Regions from separate parts of the Mus musculus genome. Here regions 1, 2, 3, 4, 5 and 6 are each linked to region 7. The links are chromatin contacts, called in public HiChIP or PLAC-seq and promoter capture Hi-C maps. All regions are on one chromosome and are shown on one strand. The core of a region is the stretch at or near the end of the contact, and the rest is flanking DNA. Distances in the headings are between cores, read along the strand shown.

What was found. Promoter capture Hi-C pulls out the DNA fragments that hold promoters and counts their contacts. HiChIP or PLAC-seq counts read pairs in DNA pulled down with a chosen protein or histone mark.
Region 1: a promoter capture Hi-C map of liver shows a contact between it and region 7, with 5 times the contacts expected there. The contact joins the promoter of Laptm5 here to the promoter of Fabp3 in region 7. A contact is called at or near these places in 7 of 39 promoter capture datasets (the 3T3-L1 cell line, embryonic stem cells, hippocampal neurons and 2 more), 4 of 115 datasets of contacts at active chromatin or transcription factors (all in embryonic stem cells) and 1 of 9 other capture datasets (embryonic stem cells).
Region 2: a promoter capture Hi-C map of liver shows a contact between it and region 7, with 3 times the contacts expected there. The contact joins the promoter of Zbtb8a here to the promoter of Fabp3 in region 7. A contact is called at or near these places in 2 of 39 promoter capture datasets (both in liver).
Region 3: an H3K27ac HiChIP or PLAC-seq map of embryonic stem cells shows a contact between it and region 7, with 4 times the contacts expected there. The contact joins the promoter of Kpna6 here to the promoter of Fabp3 in region 7. A contact is called at or near these places in 6 of 115 datasets of contacts at active chromatin or transcription factors (bone marrow-derived macrophages, embryonic forebrain, embryonic stem cells and 1 more).
Region 4: a contact with region 7 is called in an H3K27ac HiChIP or PLAC-seq map of microglia, with 5 times the contacts expected there. The contact joins the promoter of Eif3i here to the promoter of Fabp3 in region 7. A contact is called at or near these places in 2 of 115 datasets of contacts at active chromatin or transcription factors (extraembryonic endoderm stem cells and microglia).
Region 5: an H3K27ac HiChIP or PLAC-seq map of extraembryonic endoderm stem cells shows a contact between it and region 7, with 2.6 times the contacts expected there. The contact joins the promoter of Tmem39b here to the promoter of Fabp3 in region 7. A contact is called at or near these places in 3 of 39 promoter capture datasets (hippocampal neurons and liver), 1 of 15 datasets of contacts at CTCF or cohesin (embryonic stem cells), 1 of 484 Hi-C or Micro-C datasets (embryonic stem cells) and 2 of 115 datasets of contacts at active chromatin or transcription factors (extraembryonic endoderm stem cells and forebrain).
Region 6: a contact with region 7 is called in a promoter capture Hi-C map of liver, with 4 times the contacts expected there. The contact joins the promoter of Lck here to the promoter of Fabp3 in region 7. A contact is called at or near these places in 2 of 39 promoter capture datasets (the SN4741 cell line and liver) and 1 of 115 datasets of contacts at active chromatin or transcription factors (trophoblast stem cells).

What each region holds. Positions count from the first base shown.
Region 1 is chr4:130,911,999-130,914,750 of GRCm38.p6, reverse strand. It overlaps Laptm5 (lysosomal-associated protein transmembrane 5), which reads right to left and starts at 1,435. Exons shown (of 8, transcript NM_010686.4): 1 at 1,317-1,435. The coding sequence starts at 1,403. It overlaps Gm38599 (a long non-coding RNA gene), which reads left to right and starts at 859. Exons shown (of 5, transcript XR_001784452.2): 1 at 859-976.
Region 2 is chr4:129,376,764-129,379,463 of GRCm38.p6, reverse strand. Zbtb8a (zinc finger and BTB domain containing 8a) reads left to right here and starts at 1,436. Exons shown (of 5, transcript NM_028603.4): 1 at 1,436-1,724.
Region 3 is chr4:129,671,466-129,674,165 of GRCm38.p6, reverse strand. Kpna6 (karyopherin (importin) alpha 6) reads left to right here and starts at 1,399. Exons shown (of 14, transcript NM_008468.4): 1 at 1,399-1,489. The coding sequence starts at 1,486.
Region 4 is chr4:129,599,214-129,601,913 of GRCm38.p6, reverse strand. It overlaps Eif3i (eukaryotic translation initiation factor 3, subunit I), which reads left to right and starts at 1,266. Exons shown (of 11, transcript NM_018799.2): 1 at 1,266-1,320; 2 at 1,413-1,505. The coding sequence starts at 1,318. It overlaps Tmem234 (transmembrane protein 234), which reads right to left and starts at 1,234. Exons shown (of 5, transcript NM_029748.3): 1 at 1,183-1,234; 2 at 780-931. The coding sequence starts at 1,198.
Region 5 is chr4:129,695,591-129,698,290 of GRCm38.p6, reverse strand. Tmem39b (transmembrane protein 39b) reads left to right here and starts at 1,446. Exons shown (of 9, transcript NM_199305.2): 1 at 1,446-1,576. The coding sequence starts at 1,573.
Region 6 is chr4:129,572,255-129,575,063 of GRCm38.p6, reverse strand. It overlaps Lck (lymphocyte protein tyrosine kinase), which reads left to right and starts at 1,423. Exons shown (of 13, transcript NM_001162433.1): 1 at 1,423-1,549.
Region 7 is chr4:130,307,345-130,310,135 of GRCm38.p6, reverse strand. Fabp3 (fatty acid binding protein 3, muscle and heart) reads right to left here and starts at 1,398. Exons shown (of 4, transcript NM_010174.2): 1 at 1,286-1,398. The coding sequence starts at 1,358. Gm10570 (a long non-coding RNA gene) reads left to right here and starts at 2,431. Exons shown (of 4, transcript XR_868203.3): 1 at 2,431-2,513; 2 at 2,652-2,791.

The sequences.
Region 1 (2,752 bases), core at 186-2,685, 600 kb before region 7:
AGGCTGTACAGGACAGACTCTGAGTCTCCCCATCCCCCATGCCAGGCCCTAGAACAGTGGTTCTCAACCTATGGGTTGAGACCTTTTTGACAACTCTTTATCTAAAAATATATTTACATTATGATTCATAACAGTAGTAAAATTATGGTTATGAAGTAGCAATGAAAATAATGTTACGGTTGGGGAGGGTGGGGTCACCACAACGTGAGGGACCGTATTTAAGAGTCGCAACATTAGGAAGGTTGAGAACCCCTGCTTTCGGTGGACAGGTGGGTCAAGACACACTCATGGAAAGGCAGGGGACCATGTTGCACATGTCCCTCATGCTTTATAGATATCAACTTCACCCACACAGCCACCCAACACACAGCTCTTATCATCCTCATCTTCTGTTTTGATCTAAAGAAACAGGCTCAGAGAGGTTCAACAAGTCATGTGAGACTGCACAGCAAAGGCTGGGAATGGGGGAGGGGGGCAGGGAGGTGCACACAAGAGCTTCAGGACAGAACTGGTTTGTACCACTGCCTGGTGCCACACGGCCTGTGGCCGGAAGCAGATGTCACCAGGCTCTGCGCAGCAGCCTACGGATTTAGGTTGATTTTGAGGAAGCTCTTCCAGGCCCAGGAGAGCTGTTAGCCACAGGTTCTGTCTGAGTCACTGAAGCCAAGAAATGTTTGGGCCTCAGAGAGCTAAGTGTGGCCAGGGGCAGGGGGTGAGGGGTAAATCCCAGCAGAAGAGAACAGAGACTCCAACTTTAGGCCACTCCAAAGGGAGAGCCTTATCCCTGGTCACTAAGACTGGACCTGGGGTCACACTGTGACAATGACAGCCACTGTGACATGCTGGCTGCCCCCCACCACCCCCAAGCAGTTCCCCAGCCACAAAGCTTAAGCCATCCTTGAAGGGAGAAGGTGGCAGCTTGACTGAGCTGTGAGCTGAGAGGAAGCAGTCGCTGGTTCCCAGTAGAAGTCCAAAGGTAAACCCAGACCCCAGACTAGGAAAGGGCCCAGAAAGCCCTACACCCGGGCCTGTGTGGAGCTTGGCATCCTGGAACAATCCCAACCTGCACTCCTCCCCGTTGCCAGCCTGCCTTTCTCTTTGCACAGCCACAACCAAAAGGGCACTATTCTGTTCAACTCCACAGGGAACTACTAAGGCCCAGAGTAGCACAGGGCTTGTCCAGGGTCCCACAGACAAGTAATAGGTAGCAATCCCCCAGTTGGAAGGTCTCAGTGTGTCCTCACGCACACACACACACACACACACACACACACACACACACACACACCAAACACCCCAGACTCCCCAATACTCACTATGTGGTAAATGGCCAGGGCTATGGTGGCGACTCGGATGTTGAAACAACAGCATGTCTGTCTGACCGGCGCTGCACGGGAGGCCATGGTGCGCAGTCCCCTCTTCGGAGGCTCTGAGTAAGGAGTCTTGGGCCCACAGCAGAACAAAAAAGAGGAAGCCACAGGCTGCCTGCCTCACTTCCGCCTTGCCCTCAGACGGTAGGGGCCAGGTCTGTAAGTCTGGGTTGTAGCAGCTGCAGGGGAGGGAAGGGGGGGGGGGGTCACAGGGAGCCCGACTGAGGCATCTACCACTCCCAGGGGCTCCAATGCTTCACCAGGGCTGGGCTCCGCATTTATATGCACTCTGCTTCCTGGATGCTGAACACCGCCCTAGAAGCCCTTTTCTAGAAAAAGAATCCGATATGGAAATCTGTCCCTAATCAAACAGTAGTTCTAATGGAAGGATTCAAACTCAAATGTGTCTGGTTGTAAAAACAGTAGCTGTCAGTAAACTGCTCCTTCGAGATCCTGTGAAGCTTAGCTCCTTACCTGGGCTGTTCCAGGGAGGGACTGTTGGTTTGGTTTGGTTTGGTTTGGTTTGGTTTGGTCTGGTCTGATTTGGTTTGGTTTGCGGGGGGAGGGGGGGGGCAGGGTTTCTTTGTAGAGCCCTGGCTGTCCTGGAACTCACTCTGTAGAGCAGGCTGGCCTCAAACTTATAGAGATCTGCCTGCTTCTCCCTACCAAGTGTTGGGATTAAAGGCGAATACTGTCACTTCCCAGGAGGAGGTGCTATTCTTATCCCCATTGCACAGATGAAAAAACTGAGGCACAGGATGAAGCCATTTCTCCCTTGCAGTCACCAAGATAGTCTAAAAAGGAGTGGGAACTGGAACGGAGGCCAACTGCCTCTAGAGTAGTAATTCTCAACCTGTGGATCATAACCTGTCCAGGGGTCGGCCGACCCTTTCATGGGAGTCACATATCAGATATTCTGGATATCAGATATTTACATTACAACTCATAGCAGAAGTAAAATTACAGTTATGAGGTAGCAACAAAACATAATTTTATGGGTGGGGATCACCACAGCATGAGGAACTAACTGTGTTAAAGGACCACAGCACCAGGAAGGTTGAGAACCGCTGCCCTAGAGGCCCTCCCTGAAGCTGGGCTTCTCACACATCTCCATCTCCTCCTCACTCTGGGCTCTGAAGAATTGTCACATGGGAAGCCATAGGCATGAGTGTGTACCAGGCCCCTGTAATAGGCTCTTTCTCTTGTGGTCTGTAACCCCTGGAGGAGATCTGGGAGACCCCTGGCCGAACCCGCTTTGCAGGGTCCCTCGAGACAGAAACCTGGGATTGTGCGTTCTTCCCCACTCTCTAAGAAACGTTGGAATTAGTAAGTTTGAGACTCTTCCCTGACTTAAGACTCTTCCCTGATGTCTCAGGGGATAA
Region 2 (2,700 bases), core at 187-2,686, 930 kb after region 7:
GAAGAGGGCGTCAGATCTCATTATGGATGGTTGTGAGCCACCATGTGGTTGCTGGGATTCGAACTCGGGACCTTTGGAAGAGCAGTCAGTGCTCTTAACCGCTGAGCCATCTCACCAGCCCTGTCCTAGTGATTTTCAAATAAGCACTGGTCTACCTTTCCTTCCATTATCTCCCATTACCTCAAAAGTCCAGGAAACGAATCTTAATCACAGAGCACCCCTGGGGTAAACAGGTGTGACATTAAGAAACTGTTAGGTGTCAAACCTGGGACAAATAGCTGGGGTGCCTAGTTAACATGTCAAAGCTGACCTGGCCACCAGGTTCTCCCAGCATCCCTCAGTCCAATACCTGTTACAGGGTCCTCTAGGCTGGCATATCCGGCCCCCTAGCTTGAATCCTCCAGTCCAGGGGGCTGAGCTATTCTTCCCTATATAATCCAACCATTTTGGCTCCCTACCCTCTTTGTAATTTGGGTCTCCTGCTGTACTTGGTTCTGCTGCTCTCTCTCCTCCCTCCCCCACCCCACATCACAGGGCACAGCTCAGTTCACTCTGTACTCTCCCAGATGTTCCTGCCTCTGGCTGTGCTCTCCCACATATCTATAATAAACTTTCTCCTCCACTATACCTAGGACCAGGCATGTCCCTTTCCTTTTTATTTCTCCTTTTTTTTTTTTTTTCATTCAGAAATGACTGTATTGTATTCTCAGAGAGAATGATGTTCGAATACATAGTTACTTAGTGAGGAGATCGGAGAAATAGGACCCTGATGGGCTTGACTGAGGCTTGGGAGAGGAACGCCTCAAAATATTAAACGCATGCTTTGAGACTTTGAATCTTCTCCCCCATTCCGCATTACTTGACAATCAGCGTGAAGAAGTAGAAAACTAATTTAGTTTGTGGAATTTAAGCAGTATGAAAATTCAGCGGTTTACTATTTTAGGAAATGTATCACCTGATATTTGTGTGCCATAAATATTAGGGTCACGTCAGAAGAGAAACTTGATTTTACGACCAATTTTTATATTTGAAAACACGAAACACTGTTTTGTACTAGTTTTATATAAAGAATCACGGCCTCTTAATCTCAGCCCCTCCGGGCTTGCCTCTTCAAAGGGCTTGATGGGGACCTACAGAGGTTTCTAAAAGGCTATAACTGAAATTAAGTGCTTCGTCAAAGGGCGATTTTGTGGAACTCTCTCCCATTTTACGTCGCTAAACTTAAGTACAATAATGTCACATGTATACAGTATTTGTGGGCACGCCTAAGTCCCTCCCTCTCTCCTTGAACCAATATCTCCACATATTAGAAATCCAGCCCTTCTGCCCTCCGGAGGCGCCTTTCCCAACGTAAAGTACAATTTTAAAATTTAAGCTCCCGACTAAAAGAATGATCCCCAATCAACTGCTGGGGAACCTGGGCGCCCTAGTGCCTGCGGAGGGTGCAGTCGGGCGTGGGCACGGACAGGGGGAGTGGGCGAAGCTGCTGGTTGGTGCCTGAAATCTGTGCGTTGCCCCTTTAATTGTGTCCTCAGCCCTCGGGCGTTTCTGTCCAACGCCCACGTCAGCAAATACCTTTTGTTTCTCCCACGTTGGGGCTACTTGTTTTAGGGCGCAAAGCCTCGGCTTCGGAAAGGGGCTGCTTCCCCTACCCGGAACCGGGAATCGCTCCGCAGCGCGCGCGCGCGCGAGCGAGCGAGCGAGCGAGCGGCTAGAGCCCCGCGGTAAGTGGCTGCACGGGCGCGGGCGGGAGGAGGGCGGCCCGGGCGTCGGGGCTGCGGGCCGGGCCCAGAGCCTGGCGGAGGGCGGCGGAGCCGCCGGGGTGCGCCCCGGGACTGCAACCCCAGCCGGTGCGCCGGGCGACGCAGGGGGCACCCGGCGCCATTTGCAGCCGGGGGCGCAGAGCGGCGGCTCCGAGGGTCGGCGACGGCCACAAAGGAGACGCGGGCGGCGGCGGCGGCCCCGGGCGCGGCTGCGGGACAATGGCTGCACCGTCGCCGCCCGCGCCCGCCCCGCCGCCAGCCTTGGCCCGGCCCGGGGAAAGGCGGGAAGGCGCCCGAGCCTCCTGACGGCCGCGGCGGCGAGGCGGCGCCACGGGGCCGGGCGTGTCTGCAGACGTCGGGCGCGGGGCGCGGGGCGCTGCAGCCCGGCGGTCTCACTCCGCCCTCCACTCTCTGGTTTTCCATCACGACGCGACAGTTCTGGGCTTAGAACCGAGGGCAGAAATATGGAGCCCCAGCTGGCCCCGCGGCAGAATGTCCCTGGCATCTCCCACCTGGAGACACTGTCGGCTTTAGTCCCTTCGCGCTCTGGCGCGCTTACTCGCCCTTGACCGTGCGGTTATTCGTAATCCACGTCTTTGCGAGACGTGTTTGGAATAGGATTCACACCTAGCGGGCACCCAACCACACACGCCGCCAACACCTAGAAGTCTTTCTATTTGCAGAACTTTAGTAAATGGAGTGGTTTCACTTTGACGAAATATTGCACTTAATTTCTTATGAGACGGCTACGGGTTCCGGCTGTTTATTCTACCTAGCAAAGGGGAAAGGGGGAAAAATAAAACGCTAATGGTTAGGGAGTCTCATCCCTAGGCAGGGAGCTGAGACGTGGCAGCCCCCCAAGGCGCCCTGTTCTTGCAGCGTCCCGGAACAGTCTCCAAAGTACCAAAACCTTCGCTGATTTTATCACTTAAATCGC
Region 3 (2,700 bases), core at 150-2,649, 640 kb after region 7:
GACACCAGAAGAGAGCATCATATGTTACTACGGATGGTTGTGAGCCACCATGTGGTTGCTGGGATTTGAACTCAGGACCTCTTGAAGAGTAGTTAGTGCTCTTACCCCCTGAGCCATCTCACCAGCCCCGCTGTCTCTGGTTTTAAAGACAGATGGGGCAGAACGATTTTGGAGATAAGTGAGATAAGGAGGTTGATTATTGTGATAACAGTATTCCTTTTCCTCAAGTCATAGAATTTGACTTTTGAGTTGTTTCACTTTATCGGCCAGGCATTTGGTTAGAATTGGCAAGATTGGACGTAACCCCGGCTCTGTGTGTTGATGTGGAAGACTGGAATGCTATCATGCAAAATAAGGAGGTTAATAAGCATCAGCCCCAAATTCCTTGATTCAAAAGGCACGTGCTTCAAGGTCCTCATCACTAAAAAAGGGAGCTCATTGACCTGTTATTTATTTGTTTGCTTGTTTATTTGTTCATTTATTCATTCAATAGCTATAAGTCAGACACTGGAAGGTGGTGGTCATACTAGTCAGCAATATAGAACTGACCCTGTCATTAAAAGGTTACTGGGCTCTGCCCCTACCCCACCACACCCTTTTGCTGGAGAAACAAACTCCCTCTAGTGTGATAGCGCACACCTGTAACCTCAGCAGAGGGGAGGTGGAAGAAGGAGAATCTAGAGTTCAAGTCTAGGATATCTGAAACCCTGCCTCCCGTAAACAAACAACTGGTCTGGGAGCCTTTTACCTCAGCACTTGGGAGGCAGATAGGTGGATCGCTGTGAGTTTGAAGTCTTTCTGATTTATAAAGGTCCAGGCCAGCCAGAGATACATAGTAAAGATCCTGTCTCAAATGAACAAAAACAATATTCAAACCCCAGCTTAATCTCCACTCCTTTTCCTTATCTCCGGAGCCTTGAACGAATCACTTCCTCTCTCAAAATAATTATTTAGTTCAGGGTCTATACAGGCTTAATTATGAAGAATTTTTGGGAAAGAAGGTCTCGCCATAAAGAAGAAATAAAAACAGAAAGAGATTGGATCTCCAGGTCCAATCGTTCTGCCCCTTCTGCCTTTAAAACCACAGACAGCAAGGACCAGAGAGATGGCCCAGTGGTTTAAAGTGCTTGTGGCAACCGGGCGGTGGTGGCGCACGCCTTTAATTCCAGCACTTGGGAGACAGAAGCAGAGGCAGAGAGTTTGACACACTTTGTTTTGTACATATTCCTTCTAGTCTCCCTCCAGCCTCGGCTGTCTATTCCATCCCTAATTGCCATCTTTAGTGGCTGCGTTCTCTTTAAGCCCGCCCCTATCCTGATATCCCTTGGAGGGAAGGGGGCGTGAGGGTTAAGAACGCGTTTTAGCACGGTATAAAACGTTTGTCCCCGTCAGGCCGCCGTCCTGCAGGTCCGCCATATTGTCTGCCGAGGCTACCGCTGAAGCTACCGCTGCGGCCGCCGCCAAGTCCGAGCGAGCGGAGCCGCGATGGGTGAGTGAAGCGGCTCAGGAGATGGGTGTTCGGGCCGAGGTGTCGGGGAGCGGGGTCTGGCGAGGGCCTGTCTCTCGTCCGAAGCAGATGTCGGAAGCATCCAGAGAGGCATGGGAGGAGAAGGCAGATCGGGAGCGCCCCTCGGGCCAGTTTAGGGCTGGCGTAGGGCCGCCCGCACGGGGAGCAGCCCTGGGGGCTTGTTCCGCACTGCTAGCGTCCTGGGCTGTCCCCACGTGGTGGCCTCGGGTCAGAGCTCGCGCTTCCCGGGGTAAGCAGAGCCCTGCCCTCTCGCCCTGCGCCTGCCGTGGATCCGGGGGCCGGGCTCCGGGCTCCAGCAGCAGGCCTGGCCGCGGAGAGCCTGCTTCCTCGGGCTTTTGGACGCCGGGCTTCTGAACCAAGTGAAGTCCTAGCTGCCTACGTAGAGGGTAGAGTCCTCTGGAGAGGAGACCCAGGGCAGGCCAGCTCCGGCCCGGTAACCAAGGGCCGGCCGGGTCCAGCAGAGCTTGGGCCTTTGAAGGCCAGGAAAATGTCCCAGTCGGCGCAGGAATGGGGTGGTTCGGCTAGACTCAGTGACAGCCTTCGCAGTGGTAGAGAGACCAAAGCCAAGACTTCTTGGCACAGACAGGTCAGGGACTTACTGTTTCTGGGCCAACTCTGGTTAGGAGAAAAAGAGAGACCTGTTGATCTTTTTTAAAGAGCATTCCGGATACGAAAGCCGTTGCTCAAAAGAATACGATGATGGTCTTCGAATTCAGAAGTGAAACCAGTATTGGTAATTTGTTGGCATCAGTAAAGTGAAAAACTTTAAATTTGCCAATCTGTACGTGCAGACGTTATTGTCAGTGCTTAACGTGTCTTGTTTAACCTAATTGCAATCTAGTGGGATAGGTGCTGCTGTTATTCCTGTTTTGCAGATGGGGAAACTGAGGCTTAGAGTGGTAAAGTAACTTATCCAAGGTCACGCGGTGATTAAACCAGGGTGATCACTCCAGAGCCCTAGGAATTAACTGGTGCCTTTTATGGGCTGGCCCTCTAGTGGTGGGATGAGAGAGAGGGGGGACAGTTTTAACCCTGCGTAAAGTTGGGAAGTTGTGTTTTGATATGGGTCCAGTTTGAAATCTTTAGTCTGAATGAAAGTGGAAAAGTTTAGAGTGAATTGCTGACCTCCGCCTATTGTAAAGAGTAGTGCATTTCTAAAGTTTGCTATAATC
Region 4 (2,700 bases), core at 17-2,516, 710 kb after region 7:
CATGGTTACAAATGCTCAGGGACCGCTCATGTGTTTGAAGACCCCTTAGAGCAAACAGAGAAACGCATTCAATGTACTCTATTGCCTTAAATGCCCTCTCCCTCGTCATGGCCAGTTCCCATCGTCCCTGCTGGTATAAGGCCTTGAGTGACAGTGTTACCCCTTCTAAGTAGCCCACTCCATGTCCTCCAGCTTCATCTCTCTGTACAGAATTCACACAGTACTATAAATATAGTACCTCTCTCCTTCCCCCTAACCCTCAGAGTAGGGCATATCTAGCTAGCTTACATAGGCAGCCATGGGCAGTTCTCGATAGCTTTCCTTATGTTCTACCCCAGGGCAAGTTGAGCCGAAAGAAAGCTCAACTTGGTGATGATGACCTTAAGAGTAGTCCTGGAGCCTGGCAGTGGTGGCGCCTTTAATCCCAGCACTCAGGAGTCAGATGCAGGCTGATCTCTGAATTCGAGGCTAGTGAGTTCAGGGTAGCCAGGGATACACAGAGAAACCCTGTCTCCAAAAACAAACAATAAGCAAAAATAGTCATTGATTGAACATGTACCCTGTACTAGGCCCAATGCTAAGTGTTTTATGTGTCTTACTTGAGTTCTTATATCAGCCCTATACAAGGGTTATCATTAAATTTTCCATTTTTTTGACGAAACAGACTCACAGAGGATAAATGACTCTTCCAGGAACTTCTAGTGAGTAAGAGATGGGCTGGGAATACGGCCGACCTATGGTGAAATTTTCAGGGGCTCGTCCGTGAGAGCTAGACGCACCTCAGTATTCCCGAAGAGAGCCTTTATCTCCTGCAACAGCTGCCAGGCCCACGTCCGCTCACGCACTTGCTCCAGGCCGGAGGAGGCTCGCTTCAGCAGCGGCTGCGTGCCACCCCACAGTGCGGCCACCAGCACCAGAGCAAGCACCTGCCCTGAAAGCAAAGGGTCAGAAAGTCACCCGGGTCCTCCTCCGGCCTCCTGCACCCTGCTGCCCGGCTCCATCTCCCTCCCTCCCTCTTCCCGCCGGGCTGTGATCGGTCGGGAGGACCCGCCCAGAGGGCGGCCGAAGTGAGACCAGGGTGCGTGGCTCAGCATTCCTGAGGCTCGGGGATGCCAGGAGACTGAGAACAGAGCTCCCGAGCCAGAGTCGGAGCCCGCGGAGGTGGGGGGCCCGGCTACCCACCCCAGGACGCCGCCATGAAAACGCCAGGCCCTTCTACTTCCGGGAGCGAGAGGGCGGAGCCCCCGCATCCGGAAGTCGTCCCTAGTCTTTTTCCGGTCCCACTCACATTGCCTCTCTCCTCGCGTCACCGCCAGGATGGTGAGTTCCAGGCGCGGCGTGCTGCCGTCGGGGGGCCTCAGTAGGCATGGGACGGGGTTCCCGGCACTGACACCCCGGTTCTGTCCCCACAGAAACCCATCCTGCTGCAGGGCCATGAGCGGTCCATCACGCAGATCAAGTATAACCGCGAAGGAGACCTTCTCTTCACCGTGGCCAAAGACCCTGTGAGCGACTGCGTGAGGGCGGGCGGCCGGGGGTCCGGGGCGGGGGGCCCGGAGGGGGCGAGTTCGCGCCGCCCGGACTGCGGGTGGACAAGGTTTACTGCCTGCGGGAGGGAAATTTTTCTGATAAGTAGGGAAAACCAACCCCATACCGCGGTAGGTTGGCGACAGCATTCCGCCAGGGAAATCTGGAAGGGAAGGGTACCTAGCCAGGGAGAAGAGAATCAGGAGACTGGAAGGGAGCCCAGGGACAGGACAGGACAGAATCAAGTGGTCTGTTCAATCCCACTTTGTTTCCTTTGGGGATTGTCTTTTGAGGCATTTGCATTGGAGGCAATAAACTGATAGTTAACAGTGGAGAGTTAAGTCGGAGCTTGAGATCTGAGCCCTAACTCCTGCTCCTACTAAGCAGTGTGACTTTGAACATGACATTTACCTTTTCTATAAACCACAGTTTTCCCTTTTAATAAAACATGGAGACTTTAATTAGCTCCCTCAGCAGAGTGAGGTCATTTCTGTAAATCGTTTTGCACTGTACCCGATGCATGTAAGTCACTTATTTTAAGTTTCATAGACATGGTTTCATTGGAGCTTCACAGCTGCCCTTTGAAGAAAGCTGTTGACAAGAGTGGGGTATCTGTCCATGGTGGCCAGCACACCTCTCCATCCTCCTGCCTCAGCCTCCTGGTCTTGGGAATACAAGTGTGTGCTACCACACACAGCCCCTCCCAGTCATTTTTTTTTTTTAATGTATGTGTGTGTAATGATTTTGTTTATTTTATGTGTATGGGTGCTTTGCTGCATTGTATGTCTACATAGCATGTGAGTGCCTGGTGCCTGTGAAGGCCAGAAGAGGATATCAAATCTCCTGGAACTGCAGATACAGATTGTTGTAAGCCATCATGTGGGTGTTGGGAATCAAACCCAAGTCATCTGGAGGAGCAGCCAGTGCTCTTTAAGCTCTGAGCCTTCTCTTCAGCTCTCCTAGCCATTTAAAGGAAGGGAGCTCTGTATTTAAGATCACACAGTGAGCTAGTGACAAAGCAGTGGAGCCCATACATCCTTACTGTCATCCGGAGTCAATTGAACAGGACCCGAAAGGTTTTTTTTCACACTGCAACTCAGGTTGGCCTTTACCTCTTCTGACTCCAGACAAAAGCACATGAGGATGCTATTGGAGGCCTGGCTCTTCTACAGC
Region 5 (2,700 bases), core at 197-2,696, 610 kb after region 7:
AAACAACAGCAGGGCTGGCTTGATGGCTCAGTGGGTAAGAGCACTTACTGCTCTTCTGAAGGTCTTGAGTTCAAATCCTAGCAACCACATGTGGCTCACAACCACCTGTAATGAGATCTGACGCCCTCTCCTGGTGTGTCTGAAGTCAGCTACAGTGTACTTATATATAATAATAAATCTTTGGGCCCCAGTGAGGGGGGTTGACTGGTGCGAGCACAGGTCCTAAAAATTCAATTCCCAACAACCACTTGAAGGCTCACAACCATCTTTACAGCTACAGTGTACTCACATAAAATTAAAAAAAAACTTAACAATAATATAAAGATTGCTTATGAGGCTGAGAATATAACTGAATGATAGAACACTTGCCTAGCCTGTATGAGGCCCTAATTTTAATCTCCTACCCTCACCCCCATAGACTGCTTATTAGTCTTGCAAGGGAAGAAATTACACTAACAATAACAGTAGCTACTTGCTTCCTCTGTTAAGTGTTTGCCAAACATGATGGCTAACACTGATTAAAACAGGTACTACATGGATTGTCTCATTTAATCTTCCATGCCTACAAGATAATTTGTGCTTGCATTAGGTTTGATTTCCATCCCTGAATAAATCTGTCATAGTGAGAGTAATAATTCCGACACTATGAAGCAGGATCAGAAATTCAAGGACATCCTCTAATCCATAGCAAATTCAAGGACAGCCCAGGCTACCAGAGGCTCTGTCTTAAAAACCAAAATCAAAGGGCTGGCGAGATATCTCAGCAAGTAAAGGTTCTTGTAGCCAAGCCCGATAGCCTACGTGTTAGGCTACATGGTAGAAGAACCAGTACTACTACCAGTTGTCTTCCCAAGTCCACTGCTCTGCGCATCCCTCCCTCTCTCCGGCACACCAAATTCTAAAATGTTAAGAACCCTAATAGGCGGTTATTATTAATACCCATTAACACTATTTCGAAATTTGAAAATGGCAGGCACAGGTTCTTAGCTAAGGTGGTGGCAGTGAAATCAACAGTGGAGAACATGAGAATCAAACATGAGAAATGGATAGAGTTTAGGGTCATCAAGATGAGGCCAAAAATTGGATATAGAGTTTTGGAGGAAAGGGGAAGTGACTCGTAGATTTTGACTGGGGTGGGCCAAAGCACACTAAAGCCTAAGAGTTCTGAAAGCCCAGTTTGGGACTCGCTGAGTATGAGGTGACTGTGTTGTACAAAAACAGGACTTCACTAGAGGCAAAAGGCCGCTCTGGTGTCCTCCTCTAAGTCAGAACAGGGTGAAGAAACACGGGAGGTGGGTTCGCCCGCTCCAGAATCTCTTGAGCAGCAGCTGCGGGAAAGGCGTGGGGAAAGGCAAGACAAAGAGCGTTAGCACAGCTTTTGTCCAAACGGCCCCTTTAAGAAGCGCGCTCCCGACTCCCAGCCCGCCTAGCATGCAAATTGAGCAGCCGGAGGGAGCGTGCGGCTGATACCCGGCCCGGGCTGCGGCGGTTAGTCCTCTCTCGGCCGCCGTCGCCTCCGACATATTGCCCGCAGGAGCTGCGGCGGTGAGCGGAGAGCGCCGGGGGAAGGAGATGGGTGAGCAGAGCTGGCTGGGCTCGTTCGGGGGTCGCGGGATAGCGGGGAGCCTGGCTGCGAACTGCCTCCCCACGCGGACCGGAGTCGCGGGCAGGGGGAGGGGGAGGGGAAGGGACGCGGCGCAGGCGGGACCCCGCCCCTCCGGTCCTGAGGGGGCGGGTCACCGCTTGGTAGGCGGAGCTTCCAAAAGGGAGAGGGGCTCGGAGGGGCTCAGGCTTTCTTTGGGGCACACAATTCTCCTGTCTGCAGATGGGGGCCGGGCACTCTGGTGGGAGGGGCTGAGAGCTTAGGGTTCGCCTTTTGTGATTGCCGGTGGGGGAGAGAATTTTCTGGACTATAGGGGTTTACACTGAGAGCGGTGGGGCCGCAGGGACACCTAGCCCACCAAGGGAGTCCATTCCGATTCAAGCTTCCAGTCCTAGAGAGCATTGCCCGGCTTGTGGGCGGGGTCTTGGGGTTGACAGTTGTGTGTGGGCGGGGTTTCTGGGCTAGGGGCTTTATGTGGGTGCCGAGCTTCTAAAAGATAGTGGGTGTGGGCAGAGTTCCTGGGCTGAGGGTGTGTGTTGGGGGGGGGGGTTCTAAACCAAACCAAATATAACAGCGTGTGAACAAAGCTTCCGGTTTGGGGCTTGAAGTCAGCTTTCTGGACATGCATATTGTGAAGAGCTGTCAGAAAACCTTCAGAGATAGGAAAGCTTGGGCACCGTGTGTATGAATGGAGGCTACTGTGTTGCTGTGAGGAAGTTGAGGAAGTTATAACTTCGATTAAGGGTTTGGGAGCTAAGTGCAGGATGCTGCCTAGGATCTTAGGCTAGACTACTAAGCTTAGGGAATATAGTTTTGTAAAATCTTAAGTTTGAGATTCCCAACCACAGCGCTCTTTCTAAGGCCATTCTGACGTTAAGGCCAGGCCGTGGGTCATTGAGTTAGATCTCAGGGCCCTGGAGGGAAAACTTGTCTCAAACCTGACCAGATTGTAGCGTCTGGAGACTCAGATCCAGATAAAATCCAGCAAATACCAGCGCTGAGCAGCTCAGGACTCAGGCTCTGAAAATCTTACCAAACTGGTCCAGTGAACCGGATTAAGGGAACTGGCAGTAAAAATAACAGTCTGGTAGCACATG
Region 6 (2,809 bases), core at 174-2,673, 740 kb after region 7:
GTCCTGTCCCCTGCCTGTTATTCTATCTATCTATCTATCTATCTATCTATCTATCTATCTATCTATCTATCTATTATCTATCTACTATCTATCTATATCTACTATCTATCTATCTATCGATCTATCTATCTATCTATCTATCTATCTTCTATCTGTCTCTATCATCTATGTATCTATCTATGTATCTCTGTATGTATCTATGTTTGTATGTATCTATCTACCTATGTATCTATGTATCTATCTATGTATCTATGTATCTATCTCTATCATCTATGTATCTATGTATCTCTGTATGCATATATGTGTGTATGTATGTATGTGTGTATGTATGTATGTGTGTATGTGTGTATGTATGTATGTATGTGTGTATCTACCTATCTATCCATCTACCTATCATCTATCTATCTATCTATCTATCTATCTATCTATCTATCTATCTATCTATCTATCGAAACAGGGTCTCTTTATGTAGCTCTGGCTGTCCTGGAACTTACTGCATAAGTTAGTCTGGCCTGAAACTTGCAGAGATCTGCCAGCCTCTGCCTCCGGAATGCTGGGATTAAAGCCTTATGCCACCATGCCCCAGCCTGTCACTAGGGCCTTAAGACATGAGGTTTTCTTGTCTTCCTCCTGAAACAGACTGTCAACAGTCGATCCTTAGGCACAGGATGACATGGATACGGCTCTGCCAGTGAATGTGGCTGCTGTTTTTACTATAGTACATATAACCTTGTCACCAACTATCTAACAGAGATAGATGCTGTCCAGGTTCAACTCTGAACAAGAGATGCCTTTGGCTGTCCGGCTAAATTAAAGGCCACCCAGTTCTTACATAGCACGGCTGGAGTTGAGTGCAGCGCCATTTCCTTCCCTGTGAGCTAAACTGTAGCTGCTGTGTTCTGCTCACGGGGGCAAAGGCTCTCTTCTCTTACCCAGGAGTATCTTGGAGGGTAGGAGGAGTGCTCCATCAAACAGCCTTCCCCACCATGTTTAGTGACCTTCAAGGGGAGGAAGAGGCAAGTGAATCTCTGTGAGTTCAAGGCAACATAGCAAATTCCATAACAGTCAGGGCAACACGGTGAGTCCCTGCGTTAAAAAAAAATCCTCTCATTGGTTGATGACGACGACGACGATGATGATGATGATTGGACTTGAGGGGTCTAGGCTGGTCTGGAACTCTGTATGTAGCCATTCCTGTCTTCACCTCCAGAACGCTGGGAATATGGACCTATGCCATCACACACAGCCTTCCTCCCTAAGTGCCTCCCTCAGTATGAGTAGAAGCTGGCCTAGAGATGTATGGGACCCAAGAGGCTGAGGGGGTCTAGGTCTATGGCAGCAGGAAGCCTGAGGTGCTGGAGGCTTGTGGTTGGGTTGCTGGGGCTGGGTTGGCTGCAGAGCCCTCAGGAGACAGGAAGTCAGGGTGGAACGTGGGCGCGAGGAGACAGGTGGTGACTACGACGGCGAGGGGAGCTGACACCGGGTCCAGGCAGCCAAGCCAGGCTAGGAGCATCATGTGAATAGGCCAGAAGGCTCCCAGGCTGGGCAGGTAAGGGGTACTGGGAACAACAGTGTAGAAGGGGGCAATGGTGGGAACCAGACAGCAGAACACTGCGTCTGTGGAGGCCTAGGCTCCTTAGGTGTACAGAAACCTTTCAGAAATGCCTTCCTGGAGGTTGTCTGAGCTGGTGGCTCTTGCCTCTGCCATCTGCTGTCCATCATTTCCCACCTTAGGAGGAGCACACTCCTGGGAGAGCCAGCACATGATGTCAAGTGTTAAGAAGGCCACCAGCAGCCACCTGTCCAGTTCCTTGAGCTCAGAGGATGAGGTTTCTGAGGTCCAAAGGTGGCTGTGACCCTGTCTTAACCCATACCTCCTCACGATGGTCCGCGGCAAAGCAGGACCTTGCGTGGGGGTGTAGGCTTGACCTGGGCTCCTTCTATGCCTGTGGCACACAGGGTGATGAGATGGACCGTCCTGAGGGCAGGGCCCCAGGAATCAGTCCCCAGGTCCCTAAGGCAGACCCAAGTGGCAGAAACAGATGAAAGAGTAACCCATGGGATCCAGGTGGACATATGAGAATCGACGGCAGCCTTAGCAACCAGCATCCTGAAACACAGAGGAGTCAGTAAGGAAGCAGATAGATATGTGTAGGGCGTTTATCCAGAATGGATGTGTGTTCCCCGGGGAAGTTGGTAGTGAACGAGATGGGAGAAGGGAAGAGGAAAGACTATTTTTATCCTGAACTGGGTATAGCTGGAGCAGGGCAAGAACTTCTGAACTTCCCTCTGGAAAGTCACCGCTCCTGTCCTGCCAAGTGTCAGGACAGGATGTTCTTGCCTTTGCCCTTGTCCCCATCCTGTCTTAACTCAGCTGTATTTGTGTGTTCATGTCGGCCTTCATGATTCTTCCTTCAGACCCTAAAGGATAGAGGCCCAGAATCTTGTCACCAGCCACCACCCATTCGTTCAGTCAAACTCTAAACTCTGGAGGACGGTCTCTTCCTCCACTGACTGTCCAGGTTTCCCTTGCCTCACCGTAGATGTTTATGTCACAGATTTTCCATCTTGTCAGCATATGCTGGCCTCTTCCAAGACCTTGCCTCCTTACAGGGGCAGGAAACACACTGGCTCTTCCGGTGTTTCATCTGTCCTTGAACTGCAGTCCTCTAGGCTGGCCCTGTGCTGACTGGGAGAGGAATCCAACAGGGTTGCTTGTTCTTGGAGCTCAGGATGGTGGCTCTTCTCAAAAGAGCCCAGAGGACAAAGTCAGAGAATGGGTTGAGATCAGACGAGGGAGAAGTTTCCT
Region 7 (2,791 bases), core at 149-2,648:
GGGCTGGGGCCGTCTTGGATAAGTGGTTCATGTGACATTCCCCACTGTTGAAATGGGAAGAACTCTAGGTAGTTCTGGGTTCTCAACTATTTGGAAGGCCGAGATGGCAGGTTACAAGATCAAAGCCAACCTGGGGAAGTTAGTGAGAACCTGTTACACAGAGTAAAAAGAGGGTGTGTGTGTGTGTGTGTGTGAGTGGGGAGTATAACTCAGCAGTAGGGGGCATGCACAAGGCTCTAGTTCAGTCTTCAAAAAGAAATCCTGGGCTTTCCTATGAGGCGATGAGCTCATGTGTCCCAAGCTGTCTTCCTATTAAGTAAATCATGGGACTCTTCCTTTCTTTTTTTTTTCAAGACATGGTTTCTCTGTGTAGTCCTGGCTGTCCTGGAATTCTCTCTGTATAGACCAGGCCTAGAACTCGGGAGATTCACCTGCCTCTGCTTCCCAGAGTGCTGGTTAAAGGCGTTGTGTCACCGCCCACACCACACAATTTCCCCAGCCCCAAGCCACACTCTCCCTTCATAGCTCTTCACCTTTCTTCTGACACCCTCTGCTCGATCCCAGGCTTTCTTCACCCTATCCCCAGCACTGATCCGGTGGCCGACTGGTGCGGCCGGGAAGCCTATGTGTAGTGGTCGTCTTGCCCTGCTCTAGCAGCAGCGTCTCCGACTGATCCCAGGGGTGGCTGCACACACTGTAGGTGAAGGTCAGGCTGGTGAGAACCAGGGCATCTTCCAGAGAGAGGCCTCTTCACTACCCCAACATGGAGGGGTAGGGCTTGTTGCTGACTGCCTGGCTGTATCTTCACCTCTTCCCAGATGGAATTCACTGATTTTCTTTAGTCTTCCTCCAGGCTCTGTACACTCCTATCTGCTCTATTCCCTTTCGGAATTCAATTTCTGGACCACCATGCTCCTCTTTGCCTTCTCCTGCGGCCAGCCTCCCGCCCTTCTTTCCCTCCCCTTTCCACCTCCGGATCACCTACACTGCTTCCTAGAAAGCCTCCCATCCCGGACCTCTGCGGCCACAGCTGCCTCTACCCTTCCCCTCCAGCTACGAGGCTCGCCAAGCTTGGACCGCGACACCCCCCTCCCAGGAGGCCGGGGTGGGGTGGGGTGGAGTGGAGTGGCTTCAGCCCAGGCCACCCTCCGCACCTCAGTATTCCCTGTCTGGACTGGCTAGGAGCTTGCGGGAGGCACATGGGGGCACTCCCCCTGGGAGCTCAGCGCCAAGACCGCCTTGCCGGCCCTCCTGACCCTAGATCCTGCGCCGTTCGTTCGCTCACCGAGTGACTTCATGTAGTCATCAAAATTCTTGCTGTCCACTAGCTTCCAGGTACCGACAAAGGCGTCCGCCATGGTGCGATGAGTGAGGAGGCGAGCAGGCACTGAGAACCGCAGCTCCCGGCTGGACAGCCTCTTTAAATAGCCCTCGCATCACATGATGAAAGTGGCCCACACCCCTCGCTCCCGAAATAGGAAGCCGGGGCTTGCACTCCCGCAAAGGGCTGGGGCCCATCCCCCACAGCCCTCCCGTCGCCTACGTCAGCGGCGCCCGCGGTCCTGTTGGTGCCATCTAACCCATCCCTGGCCTGGCTGCGGGGCGCTTCCCGCAACCCAAGTAGAGCATCCCCCGGCCATACTGAAAGGAAACTCGCCCTTGAGCTGGTGCCACGCTGGAGAAACGCCGCTTGATCCTTCTGCCGCCTTGTTTTTTAATTCGCTGTGGTTTTATTCTTATATTGTGTATGCTCGTGTAGGCGTACTTATGGGGAAGGGGTGGGAGACTGGGGCGTTCGTTGTAACTCGCGGGAGTCCCTTCTCTGCTTCCACCGTGTGGGTCCCACGTATCAAACTGGGGTTGTCAAGGCTTGACAGCAAGGGCCTTTACCCAAAAACCCATCTCAACGGTCCTATGTCCTCTTCTTGTAGAAGAGGCTCAGAGGCTCGGAGAGGAATGACGCGGTCGCCGTAAGTAAAAAAGAATTGGAGCCTGGACAGAGAGCATGGTCTAGTGGCCTTTGAGCCCTCTTGCTCCTACCAGACAAGTGGAAAAGAGTTGCCTTGGACACCGCGGATGGCTGAGCTGCCCAGCGCCTCACCTGCTGGCGGAGAACGTGACCTTGCTTCCCTCATGCTAGCCCCACACGTGCTAGCCCCTCCCTGCGGAATGTCTCCCGCCTGCGCCTTTCTCCGCAGTCCCACCCGTCGCCGCTGCCTGAAAGCGCTTCAGGCTTTATTTACTGACCTCTGAGCTTGTGCCAGGGTCGTTCTTCACTCCGCGAAGACAATTTGTCTATTCAGAGGGTTCTTCCGGCCTCGGCCACCTTAACTCCCGGAAAGCCGCGACCCTCTGCTGAAGTCAGTTTTTTCCCCTGACTTCTGCCACTAGACTGCTTGTCACCTTAAAGTACGTTATTAAATAAGACCCGACTATTGATGGTTGTAGCCTACTTCAGGGCATGGTCACACTCAACTTTTTCGTTGGTAGGTGGTATCATCCCCTTTTTACAGGTGAGTAAGGGAACCTCAGTGGAGCCTATTCCTTAGTTCAGCAGTTTCTGTTTAATTATTACCAAGTCAGCATCTCAATGTGTAGCAGGGGTTGACCTTGAACTAAAGATTCTCCTGCCTCTGTCTCCTGGGTTACAGCTGTGTGCCGCTGCTCTGGCTTGAGCCAACAGTTAATACGGCACCTGCACCTGGAGGCAAGAGATTCCTGAGTTGGGGGCCAGTCTGAGCCAAGGCAAGATACTCTCTCAAAGTAAGCTCCTGGTTTGTGCGGGCCCTGC